Linked DNA regions of Mus musculus: region 2 is linked to region 1. Evidence: chromatin contacts called from public HiChIP or PLAC-seq data. All regions are on one chromosome and are shown on one strand. The core of a region is the stretch at or near the end of the contact, and the rest is flanking DNA. Distances in the headings are between cores, read along the strand shown.

Region 1 (6,782 bases), core at 2,843-5,342:
GGAATTGCTGATCTATAGGGAGCTTTGAGTTCAGCTTCGCCAGAAATTACCAACCTGGTCACCTTGGAAGCCATTCTGTTTCTATAGTCCCCTCAGTGATGCTCCAGCCTGCAGTTTCCCTGAATCCTTGAACAATAATTATTTCCCTTTTCTCTTGTTAATTAAAATGTGATAGCTCATGGCTTTGATTCGAATGTCTCTGATGATGAGTGAGATAGAATGCCTTCTAATGTGCTCATTGGACATCTGTGAGGCTCCTTTGAAGGCATGCCTGGTCAGGTCCTTTGCCCAGTTTTGAATTGGTTTGATGTGGTTGATATTTTTTTATTTTGAGCTAGAATTTCCATTTTCCAAGCTCGGTACTTAATTATAGCATCCTGTATGGCTGATATTGATTGTGAATCTTTTAGGAGATCTGCATTCTGGTTTTGGTTTTGGCATGTTTACTTGGACAAGACTCATTTTGTAAGTCTTCATTTCTTCATCCCTGAAGAGTTGAGGGGGTGGAGACACAGGCTTTCCTGGCAGACTTCAAGCCCATTCCTGGTGAAAAGCTTGTTCCTAGGGAGCAGCCTAGTGTGTGCATGCAACAGGCTATCTTGAGTGTGTTTTATTCTGTACATACCTTCTGTGAGTTCCAAGTACGCACATGGCAGACCACCCTTTTGTACTTTTTATTTTTGGCTCTTCCTTCAATGTGAATCAAAGGGTGGTTTTGTACAACTACAGTGATATATCGCGTGGCAATGTGTCATCAGCCTGACAGGTTTGATCAGAAAAATCAACGCCTGGAAACATTGGACAGGCTTACAAATGACTCTCTATTTTTCTTACTTAGATTTTCAACTCCAAGTTCTCAGAAGAGTTTGGCCCAGAACAGAATGACTCCATGGTGGCCTGAAGGAAGCACAGCTTGTTTGGAGCAGGATAAAAGGATAGAGTCAGGTTGGGCCAATAGGCTGGAGAGCACTGTGGGTTTTATTTTCTTAGAACTGAAATGTGAATCCACAGATTGTACTGGGACCCTGTGATGAGTAACAACACACGGATGGTTGACGACTAAAAATTTGAGTCACAGTTATCTAAATCCCCATGGTAGGGTTGAAAATGTCAAAAGCCAATTTTTTAAAGTTGAGGAAAGCATTTTCAGAGTAATTGAGAGGGTAGCTTTTCCTGATACATCTTTGAGTTCATTTATCTCCTGCCAATTCCCAGGACTGCCTTTATTTCTCGGGATTAATACTGCCTTGATTTTTTTTTTCTTTGCATAAAAATAAAGGCCAGACACAGACACATGAGCATTCTTCGTTAGTTAGAAAGCCCTGTTTCCAGCCCTGTGCTGAGAACTCACCCTGCTCTGGGTTCCCCAAGATGCCAGTAGCTTTAGATTCCTAGAGGACAGGAGAGAGTGGTTGATTCTTTGCTGCTTCAGATGCTTCTTGGAGGCTATACGGCATCTTTTATGTCCTCATCCAAGGCCACAGATGCTGTCAATAGACTCTGTCTAACCCCTGGAGTTTCACTGGGGGTTCCCAGACCTCTGTCTAGATGGTGGTGTTGTTGTTGTTGTTGGTAGTAATGTTGTTTGTGGTAATGGTGATGGTGATGGCTGCAGTGATGTTAATGATAATGATGACAGAGTACAGCTGAGTAGCCCAGCTAGTGCTTAACTTGCTGTCTTCCTGCCTGAGCCTTCCGAATGCAGGGATTATGGTATGTACCAACATCCTTTTCAAAGGAATATCTATTAAATTGTCTTGTCAACTTCCCCATTTGAACACACTTCTCTTTTTGGCTGGTCTTTGCTCATACCAAAGTTACAGTTAACTATATCTGATGACAGGTTTGTTTTTTTTTTTTTTTTTTTTTTGAAAAAGAAATGGATTTGTACATCATTGAAAAAATAATAAACGACTTATAAAATGGACAAAAAAGTGGGATGGGAACCATTTGACAAATGTAAGTTTTGTTTCTATTTCTGTCCTGTGAGTACTCAGATCTCTTTCTTAGACATACAAATGGGTCCATTTATATGCCTTCTAGAATGGGTATGTATTGGCAGATATATAAATACAGCCTGGAGCTTTCCTAATATATTAATTACTGTGCTGTGCTTTTTTTGCCTACCAACTAATAGCCATAGAAATAAGTCTCCCTTGATAATTTTAAATACTGTACCACAGTTCATCCCAGCATATATTGTAACTTATTTATCCAGACTCAGTTAATAGACAGCTAGCTCAAAGGTTCTTAACACGGGGGTCAAAACCCCAATGTGGAATTGCATATCAGATATCCTGCATAGTGGATATGTACATTATGATCCATGCTAGTAGCAAAATAACAGTTATGACCTAGCAACAAAGTAATTTTATGCTTGGGGACCACCACAACATGAGAGCTGTGCCAAAGGGTTGCGGCATTAGGAAGGTTGAAAACCACTGGTCTAGCTAATCCTTCAGGCTCCCTAGAGACTCATGTCTATTCTGTAATTCTAGATCCCATCAATTGGACAATGAGTAGTAACATAACCACATAATATATCTGTGAAGGTCCTAGGATAAGCCATAGGAAGTGTTATTAATCCATAGACTATGCACTTATTAGTATTAACTCTTAATTACCCAACTATCTACTGGGTAGTTGAACTAACATATCCCCAGCACACTCTTCAGGAGACATTTTGAAGTTGGGTGATGGGGTGAGTTAGTGTATTGATTTACATCTTGCTTATGTATGAGATGGCCTTTTCCAGGATTTGACACTGAGCCTGCAAGTCCCTTTTATGTTCACATTCCAGTGAAGAATCTGATGTTTCAAGTCTGCCCTGTGTCTTACAGGATGCTTGAAGCAGCCTTGGATCATTTGCATTACACTCATATGACCCAGGCTGGATGCTCATTCATCATACAGTAAGGATGATTTTGAACTCCTGATCCTCCTGCTTTCACCTCCAAAGTACTAAGGTTACATATGGATATGGTGTGTGCCACCATATCCGGCTAAATGCTTTGGTTCAGCTGTTTTGCCTTTTTGACCTTAGACATAAGCTCCTAGTGGGAAACACATGAAGACCCTGAAGTTTAATGAGTGGCATATACGTTTATGAAGGAGGAAGAGGAACCTTGGATTTGTAACAGCACTGTGGAGTGCTGTCTGTATGCCCAATGCCCAGTGGCTGAGAAATCAGGGGTCTGCAGGCATTCTATAGATGAGGTTAAATAACTGCTCAGCACCATGGAGCAAGTTTGTTTGAAAAGGCAGGTTTGAAGCTCAGAATCCAGTACTGTGTTCTCCTGTACCCACCGTTGTTTCATGCTGTCTTCTCTATGCTGGAGTGGACGTGTAGTCCAAGTTGAGAACCCTGGCACTGGACTCTCATCCATGCTGTCAAATGGGAGTGATGAGCTTTGAGAGGTTTTCCTATCTAGAGAGTTTGAAGGTGACTCCCTGAGGGTGCTGTTGCTCTGAGGAAGGACTGGTAGTGAATGAGAGGTGATGTCAGGGGGACTTTGTCCCAGGTGATGAAATGCAAATATACGTTCCTGGATTATTACCCAATTAAGGTGAGGATAAGAGCTATTGGGTACCCAGGAGAAGCTGAGATGACATTACTCAAGGCAGACTATATGTGTAAAACAGAATATATCTCAATTATTACACAAACCTTTGTTGGGCATGAGAACAAGCATGGGGTGTCACATAAACTTCATACAGACTGAAGTGGAGAATTTTGAAGGCAGTTCTTGGGGATTCATGATTCTAAATACAAGTCCTCACCTAGAGTAGCGTCCTCAAGTCCTGCAGGAAGTCAGATCCTCATTCCTAGTCACAGAAAGTGGCTTCCTACCCCTGAGAGCTGCTGTGGGCCTGGACAGGAATGATACTAAGTTCTGAGTGATTTCTGGGTCATCCCAGAGGAAGACATGAGATGAGAGTCCTCAGTGTTTTCTGGAAATCCAGGTGGGCTTAACTCCTCTCCAGCTACCAACTGGAGGGTTTCCCAATTGATCATTGAACAGACGTGAAGAGAGAAAGCAGGTCTGATTCATAGACATTGTGTTCACCTAAATGCCCCACCGTCTTTTTGGAGAGATGTAAAGTCTCTTTCCTGTGATTCACATGTATTACTCAGAATCCTTGTACTTACTGGACTCTAAAGCAGAGATTCAGGTTTGGGGGAAGTAACTTTTAAACACTGCAAATAGTGAGTCCTTCTCTCCTTCCCTCTCCTCTAATGCCAATATGGGTTATAGAGCTAGGCAGCTCTGATGTCAGAAAATACTCCCCTTCCAAGTGGTAAGAACACTGGGTGGACCTCTTCCCCATTCTTCAATAGGGAAGACACATTGTTAGTCTAGCGCATCGTATGATGAAACAGGAAACATGTTATCTTTGTGACTCAGCTGTGGCAAAACGCAAATGTCAGTCAGACAATGAGATGGGAATACAGGGGCTTAAGGTCCCTAAGCTTGCTTCTGAAAGAGGACAAAGCATCGGCTGGCGAGTGGTGGCTGTGGTCATGACAGCTGTGTGTGTCCTTGTCTCTTCTCGGCCCTGCCTAGGTCCTTCTCGTAATGTCAGAGATAAGCATTTTTGCTTGTCATTGTGTCTTATACTTCCTGGATACACTGTCACAAATAATGAGAACGTCGAGTCCTTCAGGCTGAGCCAGTGAATGGCATCCACTCTTCTGAACTTTGGATGCTTGCTGGGTAGTCAAGGCCTGGCTTTTCAGTCATTTAGCAGGCAACACAGAGAGTTTGAGTGTTCAGAGAGCTGCCAGTCATTGTTTAATGCTTTAGAGAACATCACAGGTTCTAAATCCAGGGAGGAATTTTTATTCTTCTTCTCTCTCTCTCTCTCAAAAAATTCTTTAGTTGATTTATATGTCTCTGTGTGTATATGCACACATGTGGGTGCAGGACCTGCCTAAGCCAGAAGAGAACACTGGATCCCCTGGAGCTGAAGTTACAGGCAAATGTCAGCTGCCCTTTGTGGGTTCTGGGAACTGAGCTGATATCCTCTGGAAGGACAAGTGTTTTTAATCACGGAGACATCTCTCCAGCCCATCTTCTGTTTCTCAGTTTTTGTCATTTAATTTCTTAAATCAAATTTTTATAAGCTAAAAAGGCAGGAATGCTGGGAGGTGGCTTCCTTGGTAAAATGCTTGCTGTGCACACATAAGAACCTGAGCTAGATCTCCAGTGCCAACGGAAAGGCTAGATGTGGTAGTGGGTCTCTGTAATCTCAGTGCTAGGGCCTCTGGAGCCTGATGGATCCTTGGGGTCCTGACCAATGTAACTGAGTTAGCCAGCTCCAGGTTGGATGAGAGATACTATTTCAGAAGTTAAGGTAGAAAGCAATTGAGGAAGATCCCCAAGGTTGACCTCTGGCCTCCTCATGTATATACATGCATGATCAGGAATACACACACACACACACACACACACACACACACACACACACACACAAATTCATACACACATACACACACAAACAAACATACACATACATCCACATATACTCGCACACACATGCACTCATATACACACATGCAAACATACTACACACATACACTCACACACACTCACATGTGTACTCATACACACACATGCACAGATATATGTGTGTACACACACTTATGTGAGCACACACACTCATATACACATGTATACTCCACACGCGCGCACACACATGCGTGCATGCACACCAGGAACTCCAGTGAGTGTGTTGTTATTTAGTAGCCCCTGATGACCTACTTGGAATCTTGGTGTCAGAGCTCCTTTGGGTCACTCTGTCATGTTGTGTGGCAATCTGGTAACATCAGAAAAGAAATCTTCCCCAAATAAATTTGGCTCTGAGGTAGGAGAAGAAGAGTCAAGTTGACCATGGACATTGTGTGTGCCCCTCACAGATTTATTAACCATTCTCCCAGCTGCTTCTCTTCATCCAGAGAAACAAGTAACACTTCGTCTGTCTAGAAAACCCAGGCCTGTCTCAACCCAGAGAGAGAATCCAGCCACAAAAAAAAAAAAAAAAAAAAAAAATCAAACAAACAAAAAACAACTGTCATGGGCACTTTGCATTTCTGTAGCTTCAGAGAGTAAATTTATAAGGGTCTTGAGGAGGCTTACCCTTTTAATTGTTGGGAGAAGAATAGAAGAAGTTGAACTTAAGGAATCCAAGTGCCTTGGAATGACTTCGAGTGGGTCGTTCATGTGGTTAGGGCAATGCTGTGTCCAAGGGAATACTTTGATTGATTGTGTCAGTGTCCTTGGGTGGCCCTCCCGAGAGCTTGAAGGCTTGTGTAAATTTGGTTTTCTCTAGAAGCTTCTAAGCTTTTACAGATGAGGCCTTATGTCCTCTCTGTTTTGTTCCCATAATAATGATCAGTATAATAAATGGGGCCATGGAGGGATTAAGAATAGAATAAGCTGGTTGGTTGCTGTACAAGTGGATGTTTTCAACTCTATTGAGACTGAGTAGATATTGTAGATGAGAATCCCAGCGGTTAGGTATTTGGTCCTTATGGATAGTAGCCATCATTTCTGCTTCGTTATAATTTATTGGTCATTGTGGTCCTCAACTCAAGGGTTTACACTCGATTTTATTTCATGAACTGGCTTTACCAGAGGCTGTCCAGTACCGTATGTTGAGTGTCCATTCAGGTCCAACGAGAGCTGTAAAGGGTTAATTATTTTATTGAGAGGAGAGAGTAGCATCTACACTGTAGCTGATGCTCCCCTAGTTTCCGTCTCTATGGAGACAGGTTCCTTTGC
Region 2 (6,782 bases), core at 2,831-5,330, 140 kb after region 1:
TATGGAAATAATATAATCTCACTGGGAATCTACGACTAACTGCTCTTGGAAGCAAATTCTGCTTTCAAAACAGATGTATGTCTGCCATTGCTTTTCCCCAAAGCCCCACCCCTGTTAGAAAGTAAAGATCAAAGCCTTTTGTTTGAATTATTTGTTCTACTACTCTGCTCAGAGCCCCACCAATAACAAGGCTGCTGGTTTCTCTGACTTCTCATAATGATACTCCAGAGTGAAGAAGTGATGGCCAACATGTCCTAGTCTTTGTGACAACTCTTATACTGATTGAGAATTTGAGATCGTCAAGACAGAGAGGGGATTTCTTACAGCATCTAGCTAGAACTCGGAGGTCTAGAATTTTCTCCTCAGTCCCCACAAAATTAAATCCTACCATTGCAGACCTATAGAGACCCTTCTTGGGTACTAGTAACAAGCCAGTCAATACTCACATATCCATCCAGAAAAGAGAATATAAACCTTCATCTGTCACAGACAGTTGGCTTCTTGAAGCGTAGCAATAACGGTTAACAGCAATGTGAGTGAAAGGGTGACTCCAGACCTGTGGTTTACTTTGTCATTATTGGACAGAAAGTGTGCTGTGTGTTTGACCTTAAGGTACATTTTCTACACACAGTGTAGACTGGAAGTGAAACCACATTGAGGACAAGCACCAGAGCACCAGTAGTTTTGTGGTATAAAGGTAGAACTAACTACATCTCCATCACTAATGAGCACTGTTCCTGACCCCAAAATATATTACATCTTGCTGCTTGGCCAGAAGATTTTTAGGATGATGATGACGATGATGATGACGACGACGATGATGATCAATATCATTATCATCTTAAGATCAGAAACTGAAAAATCTACGAAGAGAAAACAATTTGAGTGTTTTTACCTTTACTAGATGAAAAAGGGGAGAGAATTTAACAAGGAGATATGCTGTCTACCATGTGTAGGAAAAAAAAGGCAAAAGAAGGGGGTTCCATCCGTAAGGGCTACTGTTCACAGTCACTCCTCCTGGGAATGTACTTCAGCAATTGGGAGTGAAAATGGATATTTAAGTCATTAGTGGGAGAGAGGGCTGAGGGAATTTTGATGGAATAAGCTAGCTTTAACCCAGAACCCATTTTACCCATGTGTCACTTGATTGTGCATCAAGAGTTGCTAGAGAAACTCACAGAAGCAGACGTTTCAAGAACTTTCTCAACATCTGTAGAATCTCCTTGGAGCGTGGGGGGCGGGGGTGAGGACAGAGCAGGAGGGAGAAGGGAAGGGGGAAATTTATCCTTTTACAAGCCCAGATTAGTCAAATCATGTCTTGATAAAGTTCACACTTTCCGAGGTTGTCAAAAAGCAAAGCCAGCGAATGGGAACAGGCAATGCATACCTGGTATTGATGCCCACACAGGCGCTTGGCACATGACCAGTACCACCCGTTTTGACAGTTCTTTTGGTGTCATCTACATTGAGAGGTCTTTTCAGGCCATGGGAAGTTCTCGCAAGGTGTTTTCACAATTCAAATCTAAATTGTATTGCCTCACGTGCCATGTTAGAAGCAGTTACTTCAGCAATTATGTAGGATTCCCTGGGCAAGGGACAGGGAGTGGGCCCTGTCAGGGCATTCACAGCAGCTAGCAGCCAGCCGTTCATGGAGTTCTTACTGACCCAGGCGCTATGCTAAGTGTGCCATGCCTTTGCCTCATTTGACCTTCTCTACAGACCCATGGATAGGCTAGGTCTTAATTGGTACGCATTGGGCTGCAACTATGAGGACATTTATAACACTGATGTGGAATACAAAGATCCTCACCTCTCCTTCATGGGCTCTTTAAGAGAATACTGTATCCTCCCAGAACACTTCAGAACCGCTTTTCCTAGACATCCTCACCCTTAGTGAATGTGGCTTCCTCTTTCAGTGTTTTGCTTTTTCTGCCCCCACGACCACCCTATTCTATGTTTGTGTGTATTGCTATTCGCGCAGTCTCTTTTTTTCTGTAAAGCCTGCCCTGAGTAATGGTGGGACACAGAAGTGGTTGTGACAGTTAAGCTGTGAAATCTGAGAGTGTAAAGGTGAGCGCCCGCTCCTTCTGAGCAGTGTGGGCTGGGTAAGTTATTACGGCAGTACTTCCTCGTTTCCCCTGGAGAGTGAGGAACGTGCTACCTACGTGAGCTGGGTGTGCGTTGGCGACCATTAACCCCAAGTGAAGCCTGGCCTACAGGCTGTGCTCCAGGACCGTCTCACTATTCCTCTATCAGCGCTTCTTACATGGATGCTTTAGTCACTGTCATTTGTTCGCTTTGTTTTGTAGAAGCAGGAATGTTCAAAACATGTTCATTTTTGTATTACTGCACTTACAGAGTGTGGACCACACCGATTATTTATCTGTGAGTGAAATTATCAGGAAGTTGCAGGTCTAGTTCTATGTATTGATAGATCACTATCTATCTCCAAAGTTAAAGTTGTGTATAATGGAGCATAGTAATGAATTTCTATATTATTTGCTTTAATCTTCCATCTTGGATGTTCCCACGAATTTCACATAACCAACTCAGCTTTGCCATCCACCCACTAAATGCTTGATGTTTCAAATTGTTTTGTGTCTCAATTGCTAGTGAAGTTCCACCCAGCATTGTGCTTCCTGGCCCTGAAGCACTGGGGCTATTATTGCTAGAGGTATACTGTCTATTTTCTGTGGTTTATTTTAAAATTGATCCTTCTTAGCTTTTTACTGGAATATAGAAAGAGAAAATTTTGAGTAGTTTTAAAAAAAGACATTTCTTTGGCCAATTTTATGGTGCCTCTGGGGTCTACGTGTCAAAAAGATGAATCAGGAGTTTGATATGTTTGGCCTATGCTGAGGGCTCTCTCCCAGTCTACACTGGCTGCTCAGCCTAAGCAGTGGTGTAGGAAAACCAAGCATACAGTGTGGCTCAGAATTATTTAGTATACGACCTTGATGCGCTTCAAGCAGTCTCGCATAGAAGTGTAAAGCTATTAAATTAATGCAGGGGAGATGTAAGTGACTACTATTAGATAAGGTAAGGTGAAGTAATACTGCGTTTATAAAACTTAAGACGACATAAAAATGCACATGTATAGTCCACGTGTTCTGTCTCTTGTGGGAGCCGTGGAAGAAGATATGCGCTGTTTTCTGGTGTTCTTGAGAGAACTTTCTCTGAGCAGCATGTATATCGTTAACAATGGGACCTAAACTCTCCATTTTCCGTGATGGTCCTTCGTGTGATAATAAATTTATGATAATAAATCCTGTAGTGCCCACAGGATAGAAAAATGGTCTTATATTTATGACTTCTCACGCTGTCCTGTTAGATTTTAAGAAATATTTCTTTTCTGTAACAAATCTAATTTCTTCTCATGCACTTTCTCTCCCCCCCCCCCGCCCTTCAATCACTTTTCTAGTTGTTGTACAATATTATCTTAGACTTGGTGGAAAGAAATAGAAAGAAAATGAAAAATGTGCTTTTACATTCAGAAATATATTGTCTTATTTCTCTGGAGAAACACAGGCAATGCAGGCAATACATTATATGGTATAGGTGGGGGTTTTTGTTGTTTTGTTTTCTGTTTTTGCTCTCTCTCTATCTCTATCTCTCTGTCTGTATGTGTGTGTGTGTGTGTAGAAAATCAATTGGTATGAGATTTCATACACCTATATAATCCCAGTACTCTAGAGGCTGTTACAGGAAGGTTTCTACAAGCTTTTAGTAAGCCAGAGGGAGATGCTATTTCACAATAGAAAACAAAACAAAAAGTCTTACATCATTAAAAACATCCTATTTTGTGAACTTAATTTTTTGTTCATTGTCTCAGATACTTGCGTTTGATTTTTTAAAAAAATATGAAATAGCAAGGTTTTGTTGGACCCAGACAGACATCTGGCCAACCTATGCTTTCTTCCCAGGCTGTGCCCCCGCCCCGCCCCGCCCCACCCCCAGCTCTCCTCTCTGCAGTGCTGGTCTCCAACAGGAAGATCATTGGCAAGCACAAAGTGTGTGCGTCCCAAGCTATTTAATAACATAAACGACCTTTCCAGATACCCAGTCTGAGCTTTGCAAGCTCCCTCAATGAGGAAAACCATTAGGGTCAGACCACTTCCCCTGCTCTCTTGGTCATTCGTGGAATGAGCTTGTCAGTATGGTTTGAAATGTAATCTTGACGCGTGCTTTTTGGATTTTTTTTTTTATAAAAGTGAGCCTTGCAAAGCGTCATTCATGAAAATGCTCATTCCTGACCTCTTTTGGTTGAGACAGAAATAAGCTGTTTTATGTCCCTCTTCTTTGTCTTTAGCTTACTGGGGATAAGAAGGAGGAATGATTTGAATGCTTAAAATTGACAACTTTCCGCAGTGTTTAAAGAACAACCCACAAGGTTAAAAACCTCGTTGATTTTATATTTTACCTTTATGTAAAAGACCATTTTCCAACTATGTTTACTTTAAATATCTGGAAGAGTGTGGGACATAGGGAAGGGCCCAGGCTTGGAAGCCACTCTCAGGCTGAGCAGGCGACTCTCAGAGTGGCTGATGCTACCTCAGTGTCAGCATCTCCAAATGAGTAACCTAGGAAACAGGAGCTACCTCTTGATCATTTACTGTATCTAACTTCCATACCCTATAATAGGACAGTTTCTGTCTACTCTGAATACACACTATAGTCACAATAATATATTCATCAAGACACTGTTAAAATCATTCCATAATATTGCTCCATAATTTTCTGTAAGAACAATACATAGTTGTCTGTGGATAGGGGCAACTCCTGTCATATACTCCCCATGACGTGCAGTAGATCTTACTGAAGTGCACTTAAAGCCCCCAAGACACAGTGTGTTAAATGTGTAGCCTTATTCTGGGTTGTATTGTTTTAAGCAAACAAAAACAGCAGACTCTATTTTGCAGTTGACAACAAAACAAAACACATCTTGGAATGGATTCCAGTGAACAAGAGCTATGGTCAAGGTTACTGTGGTAGAGTCTCTTCATGGTCAACTATAATTTGTGTGCCTCACTATTGTACTCATGGGAAATGGTGATGTGAATTGAGTTTCTGAAACCCATTGTCTCTAACTAAGAAATTACAATATAAAGTAGCTTTTTTTTTAAAAAAAAAAAAAAGCCTATATTAAAATGCATACTTAAAAGTAGAGACTTGGGGCTTGAGAGATGGCTCAGTAGTTAAGAATGCCTGCTAGTACTCATTCCCAGCCCCCATGTCAGGCAGCTCACAGATGCTGTAACTCCAGCCTTGGGAAATCTGATGCTCTCTTCTGGCCTCTCTCTGTAAGTACCTGCACATACGTGCCATACACTCTCAAGGACACGTATACGCAGGAATAAAATAAAAAATAGTTTTTAAAAGTACATAATTGTAACCACACGTTTTGGCTACTTTATTGGGGTTTTGTACCCACTACTCTTCTCCACTCCAGTCCCTTCTAACCGCCAACAAACACTAGGTGGGCAAGAAAGAAGGTTAGAGGGGAAAGGAGCATAGATTTCTTTAGACTACTTCCTGCTGATTAGGAGCATTGAGTTTTGGGGGTGTAGCCAGGATATCTCCAACCAGCAACAGAAGCAAACAGCAAATAGCAGCAGCAGCAGCAGCAACCAGCAATCTAGCAAAAGCAGCAAATGAAGCAGCAGGAACCAGCAGCAGCAGCTACGACAGACCATCTCACATCTATACCCGCTCAAGAGTCCCCAGAATTCCAAATATAAACTACCTTCAGCTGGAAAAATCATGCCCCTGCTAGAGCATGAGACAAATCATAGTCAGCTGCTGTGGACAACCTGAAGTCACCCCCTGCCTCACCTGGGATTAAAGCAAAAAGATTCACATAACATAGCTATGTTTTTAAAGAAACCAAAATTCTCACTACACATAATTTAAAAGGTCACAACCTAACTTTTACTGGATCAACATACTTAGGAACTAGCCTCCAGCCCCTCTGGCAGATATCCCAATGTTTTTAAATGATCACGAACCTCCATTGCCCTGAGTCCCATATACCTAGTAGTCACTCTTACTCTCTCACAGATGTTTATTTTGCCTGGTTTTCAACACTCAACTGATGGAATTATGTAGTATATACTCATCTGCCTCCTCTTTTATTCAGCACTGTTATTTGTAGACATTTATTCTGTTACATATCGGCTTATTAATCTTCAGTGCTACCTGTGTATTGTGTGGAGATGCTGTCGTGTTGTTTCAAGCACGGTCTCTGTGTTCATCATTTTTCCTGTGGATGGGATCAAACGCCTGACAAGACACAACGTAAAGGAGGAAGGGTGTATTATGGTTTACAGTTCACGGGGAATTGCCCATCATGGAGGAGATGTCACCCTGGCATGAACCCAAGGCAGCTGTCACATTTACCATTTATACTTAGGTTAGCTCTCCCAATTTTAGCTAACCTAATCTAGATAACCCCTCACTGGTGTGTCCAGAGGCTTGGCTCCTTGGTGATTCTAGAACCTCTCACGTTGGAAATAGCTATTAACCATCCAGGTTTTAAGACTACAAGTGTGCACCTGGGCCATCAAAGCATGCAAGTTGCATATCCACACCATGTCAGTGATTGGTATGCAATTCCTTCCAAAGTCTAGTTAGTCCCACTGTTAAGCAGATGGCATGTAGTGTTCTTTTCCATTTCCCTGGTAAGGACTAATGTTGAACAGCTTCTGAGTCCTTACCGACAGCTGAAATAGTACCATGCCTGTCATCCCCACTTCCAGAAGGCAGAGGCGGGAGAATTTGTGAGT

Evidence for each region. HiChIP or PLAC-seq counts read pairs in DNA pulled down with a chosen protein or histone mark.
Region 2: an H3K27ac HiChIP or PLAC-seq map of the HPC-7 cell line shows a contact between it and region 1, with 5 times the contacts expected there. The contact joins two enhancer-like sites. A contact is called at or near these places in 1 of 484 Hi-C or Micro-C datasets (embryonic stem cells) and 1 of 115 datasets of contacts at active chromatin or transcription factors (the HPC-7 cell line).

The regions. Positions count from the first base shown.
Region 1 is chr17:75,195,434-75,202,215 of GRCm38.p6, forward strand. The region is part of intron 5 of Ltbp1 (latent transforming growth factor beta binding protein 1); the gene reads left to right. Among named protein-coding and RNA genes, the nearest start is that of Ltbp1, 190 kb to the left of the region's middle. Within about 2 kb of position 4,093, at least 61 of the 459 cell types and tissues checked have an H3K27ac peak or open chromatin away from gene starts, as enhancers often do. A contact at or near this core is called in the HPC-7 cell line, where this site is marked.
Region 2 is chr17:75,331,866-75,338,647 of GRCm38.p6, forward strand. All of the region lies in intron 24 of Ltbp1 (latent transforming growth factor beta binding protein 1), which reads left to right. Among named protein-coding and RNA genes, the nearest start is that of Rasgrp3, 100 kb to the right of the region's middle. Within about 2 kb of position 4,081, at least 1 of the 459 cell types and tissues checked has an H3K27ac peak or open chromatin away from gene starts, as enhancers often do. A contact at or near this core is called in the HPC-7 cell line, where this site is marked.